Regions from separate parts of the Rattus norvegicus genome. Here region 2 is linked to region 1. A link is a contact called in public Hi-C data. All regions are on one chromosome and are shown on one strand. The core of a region is the stretch at or near the end of the contact, and the rest is flanking DNA. Distances in the headings are between cores, read along the strand shown.

Region 1 (5,172 bases), core at 2,171-4,670:
TCCACCGGCCTCCACCTCCCAAGGGCTGGTATGGCGGGGGTGTGTCACCACGCCTTGGCAAGTACTACTATCTTTAATACGAATGCATGGATCAACAAGTTAGCCGGCTAGGCCTGGACCAGTAGGCACAGCTTCCACCCATGGTCAGGAGGAGAGCACTTTAGAGTGAGCTCACGCCTCCAAGATGGGGGCCTTTGACAGGTCACTCCGCCCTTCTGTTTGTTTTCTCACCTATAAAACCACATCTCAGCACCACCTACAATGAGAAAACCGGAAGCACATAGCTGATATAAACTGAGTAGCTGGTGCTCATTAAGCACTCACTGTGCGCTCTGCATCCATCTAAGCGCACTCATTGTGTGTATCAGCACACTTAATTGCCATCACCTCCACTAAGGTAGAGACTGGTTAACTCCACTTTACTGGAAGGGACATGGAGGCCCAGAGAAGTTAAGTAAGTTACCCAAAGTCACAGAACTAGGCAGTGGTGGAGCTGAGGCTCCCAGGTCCACTCTCACCGTGAGGTGGGTGACACTGGGGACGCTGTACACTCAGCAGAGCCTCTATTGGCCCACGGCACTCGGAGATAAGCACTTATCCGTTCCTCACACAGAGGTCAGAATCAAGAGGCCTCAAACCTGTTTAGAAGTGACCCTGCCTTTTCAAAGCTTCCTTTGGAGAGACCCCTTACTCTAGAAACCCCCAATTCCCGTGTCACTGCAAAACCTGATGCTACGTCAGGACTCGACCAGCTCCACAGAGAAACTCCCACTTCTGGAGCACTGTGCGTTGGCTCTCTCCAGTCTACCTGGGACATTTTTAGTGCGTATCTAGCTCTACTCATTCATGCAGCTAAGGAGTCTATGTCCCCTCCAGGTTGCCCTTGCCAGGAGGTCCTAGGGCCTCATGGCATCTTTCCCTCGTCCAGAAGGTTGCCTAGATACTAGGGTAACCCACGAGGTCTACCCAGGAGCCAAGCAGGCAGCTCAGCGGGATGTTCAGAATAAACGCATGAATGAATGGGCTGCTATGCCATCATCTGTGAAACCAATGTGGCTCCTTAGAGCTGCGGGCACTAAGAGCAGCTAGGGGAGGCTTTTGGAAGGAGAGGGCCTTTTAGGAAGGGATGCTAGACCAAGCCAAGAGAGGATTCAGGCATATGGGGAAGACTGGTAGGGACAGAACAAGATCCAGTCAGTAGGCTTGTCCTGGGAGGGGAACTTGGGGCTGGAAAGTCATACACACACAAAAGCCAGACCAAGATTCTCGCCTGCAGGGCCAGCCTTCTGCTTTCACAGGCACCTAACAGTGGTTCAGCGAAGCTATCAGAACACAGGACCTGCTCAACTTTTTTGCTAAGCAACAGCTCATTCTGGGGGAGGAGGGCAGGGGTTCTCTAGAATTCTGAGTTCAAAAATTAAAACAAACATACAATTGTCTAGATTGAGAAATGGATGTTTAGAGACGGATGGAAAAGATGAGTCCTCAGGATCAAAGAGGATCGTGACAGGTAGACGTCTCTCTACAGTCTTCTCAGGCTCGAGGATCCCTCCACTCACAAGGCATCAACCTCAGCATGCAGCACACACCCATCCCGTAAAGGCTGCTTCCTAACCCTCACTTGCTCCAGGTCTAGGAAACATCAGGGTATGATGGAGCTCTGCCCAAGGCTGTCTCATATACACTTTAGCTAGGGATGGGGGAAGGGACGTAGAGCCAAGAGCCCCACCAGGTGTGTGGGGGGTCCTGCCCTTCTTAGGCCGGGTGGTTGGGTGTTGCCCTCGGGTCTTCTGAGGCCGTGTGCCTTTTCCCTGGCACCTTCAGCATGGCTCCAATGCTTTCTTTGCCTCTCCTTTCTATCACCTCCCTCTTGCCTCCCAAGCAAACCATGTGCCAGCACCCTCCCAGGGGTTGAGGACTCTGTACCCCTCTTGGCCCACACAAGGACAAAGGGCCAGGAGCAGTGGAACACCCACCACCCCTCATTAGCAGTCCTCAGTGGGGCCAGGTAAACCCCAGGATCTCTGCCAGCTTGGTGCCCCTGAGCTCCCTTGGCACCAAGGCCCGTGCTAAAGTCGTTGGCATAATGGCCAGCAGGGCTGAGCCCAGAGCCGGGAACCAGGAGAGCTGGGCGCCCTCTGGCTGTCCAAGCCCAGCCAAGGACTGAGGAAAGGCTGGGCTGGCAGAAAGGGGCTGGCCCAGATGGTCCTGCCCCCACCGCAGCCTCTTGCACTCCCACCCACCAGGGCAGAGCTGTTCCCATCTTCCATGTGCCCCAGTCGCCACTGCACCCACCCACCACAGGGCATTTGAGAACAAAGGGGAGGTGCAGCCACAACAAGAGCTGGTCAGGGGCTGGTCAGGGACCCCAGCAATAAGAGACCTCAGGGGACTGCCCACCTACCTGGCCCCACCCCTCTTCAAAGTGGGACCCACCCAGAAAGAAACATCTGGTTGTCTTAGAGGGCAGGAAGCCCAAAACCCACCCGAATAGGGTGTGTTTGGGGGACATACACAAGAGGCTCCTTCCTCACCTCCCCCTTCTCAGCAGGCTCCCACTTCCCACCCATTTCCCTCGGTATGAAAAGTGGGGCAGGAGGAGGTGAGAAGCCGGGCTGAACGCAGACAAAGGGGAGCCCCGAAGGTTCCTGGGTCTTCCTCAACTGGACTCCCCCCCTCCCTTTTCTTCCGCCCTCCACCTCCCTTTCACCCAGGAGGAGCGAGAAAGGAGCCAGAAAGAGGCTGACAAGGCTCTTGTGGAGAGAGGGGCAATCCGAGCAGGAGCTTGGGGAGAAACTGTTTGCTAGCCGTGTCCCCAAGCGGGGGGGTGGTCTCTGGTCCACCGAAGGAGACTCACCCAGGGCTCAGAGAACGTATCCTCTTAGGTGACCATTGCCCAGAGTGGGAGAATGATTTAGGGGGCACCAGGGCAGGAATGGAAAAGAATGGTAGGGATGACCACGGGTCCCAGCTTGCCAACCTGGGATCTGTTAGGACCGGCGGAAGGGAAATGGGAAAATCATTTGAAACTTGAGGGTCAGGCCTGCGACCCCAAAGGGGGTCTGGGTGGTACAAGGTGTCCTACATAGCCCCAGGAGGGTGAAGCCTGGGCCGACAGCAGCTCCCAGAGGCACTCGCCGCAGGGCTGCCGACTCGGGCTCGGCCAAGGCGAAGGGGCTCACCTGCATCTCGGGCGCGCTGTCCGTCCGCTCGGCTTGGTCACCAATCGCATGTCTCTCTTGCCGGCGCGGCCCCAGCCCCAGCCCAGCCCCCCTCCTCCGTCTCCTCCTACAACACCTCCGCCCGGTCCGCGCGCCCTCGCAGGGCTGGCTTTCCGTCTGTCTGTCCCACGCGGGCGGGAGCCCAGCCGGCCCTAGGGCAGGAGCTCAGGAGTCGGGGGCGGAGGCTGAGGCCGCGGCCGCGGCGGGCTGAGAAACCGTAGCTCTCAGGACGCCTGTCGCGGGCTCCCGGAGCCTGGTTCTGTCCCTCGGGCCGGCCGGGAGCGGCCGCCACCGCCTCTACCGCTGGGGCCGGGGTCGAGGCCGGGCGTTCTCCGCAGCGGTGCCGGGGCCAGGGCTGGGGCCGGTGGACAGCTGCTGCGCATGCTGCTCTGAGCCCCGCGTCGGGAGAGGGGCCCGAGCGGCGCGGGTGGGGACTCCGCGCGCTCCGGGACCGGGACCGGTCCAGGTCCGGCCGCCTCCTGAGCAGCCGCCCGCTCCGGCTCCCGCGCCGGCTCCCGCTCGGGCTCCGCGCTCTGCCGCGGCGTGGGGAGGGAGCGAGAGGAGCGAGCAGCGAGCCAGGGAGGGAGGAGGGACAGAGGGAGGGAGGGAGGGAGCTAGTGAGCGAGCTCTGGAGCGGGGCGGGGGAGGAGAGAGAAGGCGCGGCCGCAAAACCTGGGTGGGGGTCCTTCTTTCAGAGAACCAGGCGAAGATCGAGGAGCGTCCCGGCAGCTGCCCAGAGCCCAGGGGGCAGCGAGAGTGGCAGCGGGGCACAGACGAAGAACGCTCCCGGGCCGGCGCCCCCGCGCTCCCGCCCTGCACCACGCAGGGCCCCTCTGGGTCCCAGGCTCCAGCAAGTCTTAAGCCAGCCCAGCCCGCGGTCTTCCCAGAGTGCGTGCACCTATTGGCGTGTGATTTGTCTCTGGCCACATGCGTGTGCATGTGAGCGCGTGTGTTCACACGTGTTAACTGGGGTCACTGCACACTGCCATGTGGACCGACACACGCACGTGGACAGACAGGGACCCCCACCTGGCCACGGTTGTTTAGAGGACGGCTTGAGGAGGGTCAGGTCTTGACCCCTCCTCTCGAATTGTCCAGGACACTCCCCCACTCCCCACAAGACACCACCACCACCACCACCACTTCCTAGGGATCTTAGGGCGAGGCCGGCCGCTGGGACGCACAGGAAGGGGATGTGGAGGCCGAGCTGGCTAAGTGGGTCTACCCGGGGGCCAGGTCTAGAATTGCTTTAGCATCCTAGTCTCCACCCCGTAGGGTTTCCTGTCCAGCAGAGGGCAGCAGGTCTACCTGGAAGGCTCCGGACCATGACACTCTACTAAGTGACCAGCAGAGGGGAGTATAGACCCTTAGTCTGGGCTCAGCTATTTACCATCTAACTCCCTAAAATAAATACTGAGTTTGGTGGTTACCACATTTCAGATGACTCCAAAGAATAAGACCTTTATATCGAGACCCAGACTGTTCTTGGGCCACAGATCAGAGACTAGCCTGGCAAGGTGGCCTGGTAAGGGCTGCGGTGTAGGCAGGCAACCCTTTGGGACCTCACATCCTTCTACAGTATCTCTTTCCATCTGCTTGAAGCCAGATGCCCCTTAAAACCATGCCAGCTTTATTAGAATAACCATCAATGAAGACACCACAAGGCAGAGTTCCCTTCTCCCCATTAGCACCTCAGAACTCCCGGTAGTTTGTAGGCAGGCAAAGAAGGAAGCTGTGCAGGGCAGGAAGAGACCAGCGCAAGGCCTGTGCCTTTCTGGGGTGGGCAAAGATCCCGTTCCCAGTGCCTTGTTCGCCTTCCAAGGAACCAGACTGGCATTTCAGAGATGCCTGTCTGTCTTGGAGAGGCCAGCTTCAAGTCCCCACCCCCAGCACTGTCTTGATTTCCACAGACCAGCCTCACACACATAGTCCAAAGAGTTGCACAAACCTG
Region 2 (5,297 bases), core at 487-2,986, 250 kb after region 1:
TCAACCCCCACCTTTCCTGCTCTCAGCCCTCAGTTCCTTAGAGACCTTCTATGGGGAGGCAGAAGGCTAGCTAGGCACAGCGGTTACAAGCATGGTATTAGAGCATTCATCTGGGATTAGATCCCAGCCCTTGTGCAAGGACTTGTGGGCTTGGCCCACTGTGAGCCTCCAGTTAGCCCTTTACAAAACAGGAAAGAATAGCCCCTACCTCTCATATGTGTTGAAGACAACGAAGCCAGATCTCGGCCTGGAAGAAAAGCTCTTCTAGGCATCTGTGCCCGAGGTTGCTGTTATTCTGTTCCTGCTGTCTTTCTGGGGTGGGTGGCTCAGTAGTTGGGGTGACCCTGTTCAGAAAAGGTTCCAAGGCAAGGACTCTGGAAGGGCTGCCAGCCACTTACCACACCCTCAGCTCAGGACCCTTTACAAAGTGGAGGCAGGGTTCTGCATCTGTGCTATGTGAGGGCTGAGGTCTCACCTTGTTGGGACCTCACGGACAGAGCAGAAGATCCCTCCTGGGTACCCAGAACCTACTTCTCAATAGCAGACAGTCTTGTACAAGGCCCATGAGCTGACGTGCAGCTGAAACCCAGTCAGAGGATGCCACGTGAGTAACCAAAAGGTAGTCAAACTCCATCCCCAAAGCAAGTGACCGGGAAGGAAAAAATGGGTCCCAGTACGGTTTATGAGTAAGGGAACCCAGAAACCTCTTTTTCTTTCCCTCTGCCAACTCCACAGGACCTTCTAATTCTTGGTCTCCTCTCCAATTCTGACCAGGGCCCAGTGACATTGACATAAAGTGGTTTAGAGTAGCATAGGACCACTAACACCACTGTAATCAGCAATACTGGCAGCATAACAAGGGGCAGAAATTCAGGCTGAGCGAAGTTGAAAAGATGTCTCTGGGATGCTGGTGGTGACAATGTCCATGTGAGTTCAGTGAGGACATGTGAGAGGTGAATTTCCGGAGATGGCTGCAGGGTGAGAAGCCTGGCCTTGTAACTCTAGAAGAATCCTTGGGATAAAGGACTACCCAGAACCTAAGCCTCTCTGTGTGGACACCTTTGCCTTCACCCCAGTGCACTCTGGGAAAAGCCCAGACAGCTCCCCGGATGTTCTAATAGAATCCAGGAGCCTGCCTCTGGCTGTTTCTGTCTCCAGGCATCTGGGGCTTCTGTGCTTCAGGCCTCCCATCTGTAGCCCAGCTGAGCCCTTCTGGAAGTAGGGACTAAGATGGAGTCTTCTTCCTGCATTTAGTAACAATCAATGGGTAGGCAACTTGTGTTCATGCTTACTATGTGACAGATTGAGATATCTGACCCTGCTGTGTGACCTTCAACAGACTTCTGTCCCGCTCTGTGCCTCTGCAGGGGAACTTTAATCTCCCAAGTCATCTCTAAAACTCTGAGTCCAAGCTCCTAAGAATGGGGCAGGGACTCAGCATCTAGCTAGCTGCTTGTCCTAGTCATGCAGTAAGCTGAGGTAGACCTTCCTCGGGGCTTAAGGGCACTGGTTAGCCAGCGTTCCTGGGCATTGGGAAAACACTTTCCAAAGTTGGCCCCAGACCCCTGGGGCTCTCCCAGAATGAGAGTTCCCTCTGCCCCCAGTTCCCATCTTCCACCCCCTAGCTTGGCCCCACCCTGCCAAAAATAAACCCAGACCACCCCATTTGGTCCCAGCCAGACCCACCCAACTCTTCCAGAGCCAGTTGAGTCAGAGCTTGGGACTGCTCCTTTTTTAACTGTCTGAGTCACCGGTTGTGGCTATGGTTCTATGACACATGCCCAGGCTGCAGCCAGCCCGTTGCCCCTAAAAGCACAACAGTGGCAGCATCTGCATAGTGAGTAGCAGCAGGTGGATTTAGTTTGTAACCTATCAGGACTAGGAAGCTCACTCCCTAGTAAGCTAAAGGTGGAGCTGACCCCAAAGGCCCTGCCTCGCCTATAGCACTTTACTGCACCCCACCAGAGAGAGAGGGGTCTCCATGCCCAGTGTCCAGGGACGCATGGGAAGGCCAGAGATTTCTATTATTGTCTGTTTGGTTCCAGCTCAGGACCCACACTGTGCCCTGAGTGCCCTGAAGACGCCTTGTTGGCAGGGACACTGCCTTCTGCCTTCCCCTGTCACTCCTGCCCGACTCTGCTTACAGATCCACAGGGCTGCAATCTCCCCATCTCTCTCCCAGACCCTATTCTGTCCCATCCCTGTCTCTCCATCTGGTCCAGCCAGTCCCTGGCTGTCTGTCTTCACTTCTCCATCCCCTCCCTTCACATCGCTGCCTCTTCGTCTTTGCCTCTCCCAGCTCTGGTCCTGTTCTTTCTCCACGTCATCCTGTACCCAGCTCGGGGGACAGTCTGAAGTGCTCACTCCGCAGCTGGCACCCCAAGGCCCTCGTCTGTCTTCTCGGTAGACAAAATAGACCCACATCCACCCATCCCAACATGGGAGTCTGGACCCCGGGGGACCAATAATCCCAAGAGAAATTTTCCATCCCCCTCACCCTGCCCTGTCCACCACCCCAAAGCATAGACTACATCCTGTCCCAGGGAATGTCAGGATCCCACAGGCACTTCCTTAGAGCCTGGGGGTGGGGAGGGGGCCTGGGAATGGCCCCTCCTTGAGTCCTGCTGGAGCAGAAGCCTGCACAACTTCAAACCCCATCCTCTGTCTGTGGTCATGCCTCCAGCTATAAATAGGGGCTCACAGTCTATTTTCTTTAAAAACAAGCATCAGACTGGGTGACCATGACCAGAAAAGCAACCCCTGGCCGGAGCAGTCTCCCATCCTCCTCAGTCACTGTGTCCAGGCACCTTAGATGGTTAGCAGGGCTAGAAAGGGGGCTGGGGGTGAAGCGCAGTGGAAAATACACAAGGCAGTCTCCAACGTGCTACCTGGACCAGCTAGGGGCTGCCCTTTATATACCCCTCCTCGTCTCCCTTCACCACACAAGGTCATCCTCATGTCGAGACTCACGGTGTCAACAAAGAGAGGTGACACAGCTCCCCAAGCCACTGTTGAGTATCTGCACCCCAAACAAGATGAGGTAGCCTCATAGCCTTGGCTATGAGACAGGGTGAGGGACTCATGAGGCCAGCTCAGAGAGGACAAAAGAGCTGGATCCAAAACAGGACGTAGGTATCGGCTAGACTTAGGCGGAAGAGCCTGAGGTCCAGCAAGGCTGATACCTAGAATGTTCACAGCAATATGGGTGAATGCCGTGGATAGAAGCAAGGCCACCCATGGCCTTTCGCATCACACTCAGGTTTTGGAGCCTGATCATGGGATGGAGAGCCACCCAAAGCTTCAGACCAGAGAGGATGCTGAGCAAATCGGTTTAACTGTTGCTACTACTTGCAAAGAGAGGCAGGAAGTTAACTAAGACAGGCACGGGATGGTGGTGATCTGCCTTGCCTACAAGCACAGTGGGAAAGGAGATTAATTTGAGGGAGAATTTAGAGGCAGGGTAGATGGAGAGTGGATATCCCTTAACTGTGGCGAGGAAGGAAAGAGTGGGCCCAGAACTCAGTTTCTGTCTACAGTGGCTGGCTAGCGGGACCTTTATTAGGCCAGTGAGGAGGTTGGGGCAATATGACCTTGTTTGCTGTGAGTGGGGTCGGACATGGCAGTTTCTGGACCAGATGTCCAAGGGCCTGTGAGGGTCCAGCAAAAAAGGTGGCCCATGCCTGAGGCTGGAGAAGAAAAAATAGGTACATTGTAGCAGAAGTAGGATTTAGCTTCTGGGAGCTACGCTGGCAGGAAAGTTCAGTGGGAACCAATACTAAAAGGAGGCGGGCCTACATGGAAGGCCTGACTAGTCCTCACGCTATTAGTGGAGACCCTGTGGTTTTTGGGCCCAACCTTGTAGCCACAGACTCCAAAGACTGGGCATGCCCACCAGTGTGATATTTTGCTACTCTGCCTATGTGAGAAAGATCTTCTTGATAGAAAACTCTCAGGACTGGAGAGATGGCTCAGACATTAGAGCACTGGCTGCTCTTCAGGAGGACCTAAGTTTGATTCCCAGCACCCACATGTAGATCATAACTGGCCATAACTCCAGTTCCAGGGGATCTGACACCCTCTTCTGGCCTCCACAGGGACTGCATGCATGTACCCAGACATACATGCAGGCAAACACCGACACACACAGAAAAATTCTCACATGGGCCCAACATCACTTCCTTCTGATTTCTGCTCTATCTATGGATGTGGATATGGAAGTGCCTTAGGCAGGGACACAAGCCTGGGTCCTATGCTAAAGAACTTCTGACATGTGGAGGTCAGTGGTAAAGCACATGCTTAGAATGAGCAAGGGCCTGGTTTGATCTAGTGCTTGCATGTGTGCACACACACACACACACACACACACACACACACACAGAGGCTTCCAGCTAGAGGACCAAAGCTGGCCCTCAGGATCCACTCTAGTGGCCACAGCTTTCTATCAGCCACTCATGTCTGGACTGACCTGAATCCAGGCATGGATTGTTCCCCTCATCCCCTTTCACAGATGGAAAGACTGAGGCCAGAGAGAATGTAGGAGATCGGGTCTCTGAGTTGAGGGGTGTGTCTGTCTTTCTGCCTGCCCATCTGTCTGTGTGTGTTTTAGGAGACAGATGATCCTTAATCTATGTCCAGGTCTCCCCCTCCTCCCTAAATGTTAGACATGATGTTGCAAGGAACACAGCCTGTTGTGCACACACAATGCCACCAACCTTTAAGTTCAGCACTGTCCAGGCCCACAGTCACTGTTCCCCACCCCATCTATCTCCAAACCCAGCTTTCCAGGCAAGGAAACTCTAGACACCTTCCCAATAGCCCTGTAAAAGAACCCCAGTTGTGACTGCTCTGTGGCTCTAAGGGGACACTGACCTGTGAGCCCCGACTGCGAGAGAGCTAGGCCCAACAGGTACTCAGAGTAGCTCTCACCCTTGCTTAGTCTCTAGGTCCTCTATTTCCCACACTTCCCAACCTCCAAGTCCCCAGTGGGCAGGATTGGCACTTAATCACTGGCTTCTGAGAACACTGGGCCACCTCTTACCAGCCCCTCCCTCTCCCAGCAGCTCCCTGAGCCCACCCGCAGCTGCTCTAGGAGAGGAGGCCGCCTCACCCTGTCAGCCAAAGCAGATGCGTTCCCTCCGGCCCTCCACTCCTCCCACTTCCACCCGATCCTGACAGAGGGAGCCTCAGGGGGACAAGAAGGGAAAAAGTGTGTCTTCCCCAGGCAAGCTGCCAGCCAGCCCTCACACCCTCCTCCCACCCCAGCCAGTGCAGATGCTTCACTTCCGACTCATGTGCTC

Evidence for each region. A called contact is a pair of places that touch in the nucleus more often than the background predicts.
Region 2: a Hi-C map of the A7r5 cell line shows a contact between it and region 1, with 3 times the contacts expected there. The contact joins the enhancer-like site here to the promoter of Lingo1 in region 1. A contact is called at or near these places in 4 of 12 Hi-C or Micro-C datasets (the A7r5 cell line, the Rat2 cell line, Schwann cells and 1 more) and 1 of 1 datasets of contacts at active chromatin or transcription factors (oligodendrocytes).

Annotation. Positions count from the first base shown.
Region 1 is chr8:65,920,746-65,925,917 of GRCr8, forward strand. It overlaps Lingo1 (leucine rich repeat and Ig domain containing 1), which reads right to left and starts at 3,421. Exons shown (of 2, transcript NM_001100722.1): 1 at 3,183-3,421. The coding sequence starts at 3,188.
Region 2 is chr8:66,167,450-66,172,746 of GRCr8, forward strand. The region is part of intron 1 of Cspg4 (chondroitin sulfate proteoglycan 4); the gene reads left to right. It also overlaps a transcript of Cimap1c not described here. Among named protein-coding and RNA genes, the nearest start is that of Trnap-agg41, 3.8 kb to the left of the region's middle. Within about 2 kb of position 1,737, at least 30 of the 93 cell types and tissues checked have an H3K27ac peak or open chromatin away from gene starts, as enhancers often do. A contact at or near this core is called in the A7r5 cell line and Schwann cells, where this site is marked.